Linked DNA regions of Zea mays: region 1 is linked to region 2. Evidence: chromatin contacts called from public Hi-C data. All regions are on one chromosome and are shown on one strand. Each heading gives the region's core, a stretch centred on a gene start, on an enhancer-like site or on the middle of the called end of the contact. The rest is flanking DNA. Distances are from core to core; before and after follow the strand shown.

Region 1 (2,875 bases), core at 7-2,506, 140 kb after region 2:
TCAGTAGAGGTCCATAGGTTGCAGCCAAGATTGCAGCTGCAGCCACAGTGGACGGCCTGTGATCAAGCACGCTACCAGCTGCACGAATAGTCCAACACCGAGCAGACCAGACAGTCAGAGCAATGCACGCAAGACAGATCACTAGGTGTCAGACAAGAGAGAGAGATTAATAAAAAAAAGATTCGATTTTGATGTGTATGAACCTTCAGCCGTGGCAAAGATGAAACCGATGGCCTTGTGGGCGACGTGGCCGCCGGCGCCGGCGCCGCCGTGCGGGTGGACCCGGGAGGAGAAGCAGGGGAGGAAGTCCAAGGGCGTGACGGCGCCCATGCGCCATCCGAGCGTGGACAGCACCAGCAGCTCCATCCGCCGGATGGACGCCGAGTCGAAATCGTAGCCGCCGGCGTGGAACTCCGACAGCGCCGGCACCTGGCACTCCTCCATCTTGGCGGCCACGGACACGCACGCCACGGACAGCAGCTGCGCCGCCCACGGCATCGCCTCCCTCTGCAGTTACCATTGCAATGCCTGGCGTGATTCGCGCGCCCCCAAAAGCAGAGGCTTTTTTTATAAAAAAAGGCGGCGCGGATAGAATACATCGACGCGTCGCCGGAGGAGGAAGCTATCGAAGTAGGCGATGGCGAGGTACGCCGTCCGGTGGCCGAAGCCGAAGCACCCGCGGGTCTGCAATAGCGAATGATGCAATCAGTTGCCACGCCAACCTGATGCCGTCAAGGAGCTAGAGCTAAGCTAATCGTGACTCACTTCAAGAATCCACTTGACGGCGGCGAGGCGAGCTTGCCGAAACCACTCCTCAGAGGCGAGCGAGGGGTATTCTTCGTCTCCTTCGCCGTCGCCGTCGCAGTCCGCGGCTGAGTCGGAGGAGGAGCAGAGGCTGGTCTCCTTAAACACCAGCTGCTCCAAATACTCCTCTTCCTCCTCTTCGCCGGCATTGTAGAGCGGGAGGAACTCGTCGTCGTCTACGACGCCGTTGCCGAGGTCGGCGCAGTCTTCCTCGCAGGTCAGCGAGAAACCGCGCTCCGACCAGTCATCCACCGCCGCCACCGGCATCATCTCGTCAGACGTGTCACCACGCTTATAGTCGATTAGTTACGGCGCACGTCGAGCAAGAAGCAAGAAGCCAAGAACCATGCGTGAGGGGCGCGAGCTCTGAAATATCTGATGGTATGGTGGTCGGCGGCGAGGTGGCGGCGGCGGCGACGACGGCGGCGGCCGTGGAAGAGGCCGACGTGATGGCGAGAGTGAGATGGCAACCGAAGCCTCCTCCGGTCCTCCCCTATTTAACTGGTTCCAGCATTTTAACCGCTCATGTTATCTGCTGCTTTAATCCACTTGCTTAGATTTTTACAATATTTTATTTTTATAGATTACAACGGCATCAGTTCAAACAGCTTTAATTTAGTGGCAGCGTAGTGTATTCGTTTGGCTTTAATCTATACTAGCTTTGTTGGAGACCAAAAGTGTCTCGCGGGTCCAGACAGTCCGCGGTGGTAGCGCGGACGGTCCGCGCGTGCGCAGAGTCAGTTATAGTTTCTAGTTTCTCGCGGGATTTGTTACCTAAAACCTCGGGATTAACTCGGAAATCAGTTTGAAGCGGATCCAGACCTCCCCTTTATATAGATGAAGGGCTACGGCCGATTAAACCCCCCAACAATCGAACAAATCAAGTCTATTTCTCGTTTTTCCCATACGCATTAGGAATAGTTCTAGTCTAGTTCTAGGTTAGCTTCTCAATCCTCAAATCCTCCGCTTCTCTTCGACTCTACGTCGATTAGAAGAGTCTAGGTCGGCCTGCCGAGCCTAGACAACTCCTAGGATCTCTCCTCCCCGACGGGATCCCTAGCTCCCGGGAGCGAGATCCAGGCGCCGTCGGCGACCTTTCGCCGCCCCCTGCGCACGCGCGGACCGTCCGGCCCTAGGGCACGGACCGTCCGGCCGTTAGGCAGGGAACGTCAGCCTCTGTTCCAGGTCGCGGACCGTCCGGTCCCTGGTCGCGGACCGTCCGCTCCTGTGCAGAGAGCACCGCCGCCGGTTCTTGTTGAGTGTTTGGCGCCCGAAAAAGGTGTCAACATACTTTTGGCGACTCCGCTGGGGAAAGGTGTTTAGATCTACTAAAAATCAGGCCCTCAAATGGCCGGTTCTAAAGATCACACTGATATCTCCCCGGACAATATCCTGAAGCCGGCTGTTGAAAGTCTGACGGCCGATGAGCAACAACAATACGATGACTACATGCGTCAAGCGAAGGAGAAATTCTTATCACAATACACAGTGGATCGCCACCAGAAAGTTGTCAAACATGGAGAGACCGACGTCGCATCTCTTCTATCTTCGCTTCAAGTCCCCAATGTAAGTACATCTGACGACATCCAATCTATTAAACAGTATGTAGATCATCAGCAGAATCAAATGAAACAACAGATTGGAGGGTTAGAAGAGTCAATTAGAAAATTAACACGTACATTGGAGAAGTCTGTTGCTCCTAGTTTTCCATCATATGAGACTAGTAATAGGATATCCATGTCTAATACATCGGCAACAAATGGGGATTTACAGCCCCAACCATTATATGGTATGCCGATGAACTCATATCCAGGGCAAGTACCACCACCGCCGTCCCTGCTTGGCAGATCGGCGCCCCTAAACATAGTCGGACCATCCGAGCTTCTGCCCGGACCGTCCGGCCCATATGCGGACCGTCCGGCTTGCTCTGCCGGACAGTCCGGGGCTGCCCTAGGACCGCCGCCGTCCCTGCTTTGCAGATCGGCTACCCTGGACGCGGTTGGACCGTCCGAGCTTCTACCCGGACCGTCCGAGCTTCTACCCGGACCGTCCGACCCTTATGCGGACCGTC
Region 2 (3,019 bases), core at 320-2,819:
GAAGATTGCATAGGGAGTCTTGTTTGTCAAGTAGAGGTACTTGATGGCAGTCCAGAGCAAGGGGTTGTTTGGTGGCTCTAGGATGACGCAGAGAATGTCGCATGCGATAGAGATGAGGAGCCAGTAGCAGACGCAAGAGTCGGCGACAACCTAAGCTGAGTCCTCGAGATGTGTCGTCGTTGTGCCATCAACATGTGGATGAAGGTCAAATTTGCTGCACAAGATGGGAAGAAGGCCGACTAGCGAGTAAAGCTAGGGCACTTCAACTCAAGGGTGATTGGCACCTAGGGCTTCATGATGATGGAAGCGTACAAAAGAATGTTGAACGACAACATGAGATCCGATTCGGAAGAGGTGCTGGTAAGGGCACTACACGTGGCGTTAGATGTCGACCTTGCCATTATGTTGATGGGAGAGGTGACGTTGGCGTGGTGGAGTGTCGACTTCGTCGGCTAGGGTTAGAAGAAGAGGTAGGTGCAGGCCCAATGAATGAGTGGCTCAGCAACATGAAACATATCGTGTGTAGGAGTTGGTGATGACGGGGTGGGCATTGCCCAAGGGTGGGTGGGCTAGGAACATTTTTATGTCAAATATAGTACTTCAAAAATCTGTTAGTGATAATCTAATAATATTTATTTGGTAATATAGATACATGTATTTTTATATAGACTTACACAAAACTTGAATGTCATTGCCTTTTAAATACGAAGTATACAAACTATGATGATTTAATCTTACAAGTGCTGGTGTCAGTAGCAATTTTCATTATGGATGGTCAACCTAATGGTGAGCAAGATGCAAGGTTGGGTGGCTAAGGCCATATTTGGTGGTTAAGGCCATGTTCGAAACATCTAGAGCCAATAGTTAGCTACTAAAAATTAGTTGTTGGATTCTAAACACCTTCAGTTAATAACGTAGCTAATTGTTAGCTACCTTTTAACTAACAATTAGTTCATTAGCTGACTCAACCCAGCTAATAATTTATTAGTTGACTAACTATTAACTTTAGGGATTTCCAAATAGAACCTAACTAACAAGGTGGCCACTAGCAATGTAATCCTACAGATATCACCTTGTACTAGCGGCTATATGTATATCCTGCCCTACGAAGACTTTCTATTTGGCTGTCAAGTGTCAAATGTACTCTCCACGAGTCATTAAGCAAACAAGACTCGGATCGGATCCACATCTGACATCTCTGACAAACTCAACATGCATGTGAGAGACGAGAGAGGAATGACAGCCAAAGTGTACTATGCAATTTAATAAATGCCGTTTGACATGTATAGGCCCTTTGTTAAGTAAAGTAAACCAAGCTACCTCAGGTCTACTGGTTAACTGAGATTTCTTTCTGGTGATGAATGGGGTGATCATCTCGGTGACCACTAGCGGTGTGGACACGGCGGGTTGGGCCAGGCCACCGGTGTCAGTGAACCGAGAGCCCCTCAGATCTGAGCACCACTGACCGGCGACCCATCACCGCGGCGGTTGACCCCCAACCCCCCGTCTCCCACTCTCCCGCCTCCCTATAACTAGTCTCCTTTCCACTCCCCGCCTCGCGAGACCACACGCGACGGCTGCCTCCACCACGCCGATGGCGACCGCTCACTCACCCAGCTGAACAACTCCGCCGAGCACGCGCAAGCAGCAGGAGCGATAGAGATAGAGGAAGGCGACGAGGAGCTCGGTCCGAGCTACTAGCTGCGGCTGCGGCGACCATGGAGTTGGACCGGCTGCTGCTCGACCAGCTGGCTGGCGAGGCCCTGCGGGAGCTGCTGCACGCCGTCCAGGGCACCCTGTTCTGCCGCTCCACTGCCGAGCGCCTGCGCCGGAGCGTCGAGCCGCTGTTGCCGCTCGTGCAGGGCCTCGGCCCGCACGCCCAGCGCTCCGCGGGGGACCTCGGCGAGCTCGCGGCGCGGGTCAGGGAGGCGCTCGACCTGGCCCGCCGCGCCGCCACGTCCCCGCGCTGGAACGTCTACCGCTCCGCGCAGCTGTCGCGCCGGATGGAGGCGGCCGACCGCGGCATCGCGCGCTGGCTGGAGCGCCACGCCCCCGCGCACGTCATCGGCAACGTGCGCGGTCTCCGCGACGAGTCCCACGCGCGCATCGCCCGCCTCGAGCGCCGCGTTGACGAGATCGCCGCCAGCGCCGCGCAGCCGCCGCCCCCAGCCCTCTCCGTCCCCGTCGCGCCGCACAAGGGCGTGACCATGCCGATGGAGGTGCCAACTCACAAGGGCATGGCTATGCCGATGCCGATGCCGGTTCCTGTGCAGGCGGTGCCCGCCAAAGCCGGGGTGGTGGCCATGGACATGGACCTCACCGAGGGACACGAAAACGAGGGGATGGTTGGCGCCGGCGTTAAGGTGGCCAAGGAAAAGGTGAAGGAGATGGTTATGAGCGGCGGCGGCGGCGGCTGGGAGGTGGTCGGTATCTCCGGCATGGGCGGCAGCGGCAAGACCACGCTCGCCATGGAGATCTTCAGGGATCATAAGGTCCGAGGTAAGGAGAACAAGAACCAGATCATAACCATCTTTTCCTTCAGTCCTTTTCCAAATCGTGCAAAAATTGTAGCTTTCCATGAATTATTGGGTGGAAAATTCTCCAGATTGGGGGCGTGGCCGTGGCATCTTGGATGGTTGGTTTACGTGCGTGTCGTGCAATTAGGTGAAGCGAGGTTGATGCTTTCGCTTTTCCCCAAACCTCATGCTTGGTCAAATTTGGCGCTTTGACCAGCTAGTGGCAACTGTACTATTGTGATGGGGTTAGATTACTTCTGAATTCTCACAACTATAAGTGTACCACAACATCTACTCTGAAATTCTGCTTGGACTTGAGTAACTTTATCGTGTTCATGGTTGCCTAGTGGCTGCTTAATCTTAAATCAAGATAGATACCTGTTTAATGAACGGCACATGAGACTAACTAAATCTATTTCACAAAGAATGAACCCAATTCAGATCCAACTATCCAAGTAACCTGCTTCTTCGGGGGGGAAAAAGAAGATCTGGAGCTATGCCAA

The links. Hi-C and Micro-C count contacts between places; a contact is called where the count stands out from the background.
Region 1: a contact with region 2 is called in a Hi-C map of tassel, with 5 times the contacts expected there. The contact joins the promoter of LOC100501413 here to the promoter of LOC100272591 in region 2. A contact is called at or near these places in 5 of 25 Hi-C or Micro-C datasets (ear, endosperm, leaf and 1 more).

The regions. Positions count from the first base shown.
Region 1 is chr3:114,824,175-114,827,049 of Zm-B73-REFERENCE-NAM-5.0, forward strand. LOC100501413 (Cyclin-D5-1) reads right to left here and starts at 1,257. Exons shown (of 5, transcript NM_001196135.1): 1 at 766-1,257; 2 at 598-684; 3 at 204-507; 4 at 1-78. The coding sequence starts at 1,074.
Region 2 is chr3:114,686,011-114,689,029 of Zm-B73-REFERENCE-NAM-5.0, forward strand. LOC100272591 (putative disease resistance protein) reads left to right here and starts at 1,570. Exons shown (of 4, transcript NM_001359661.1): 1 at 1,570-2,499. The coding sequence starts at 1,719.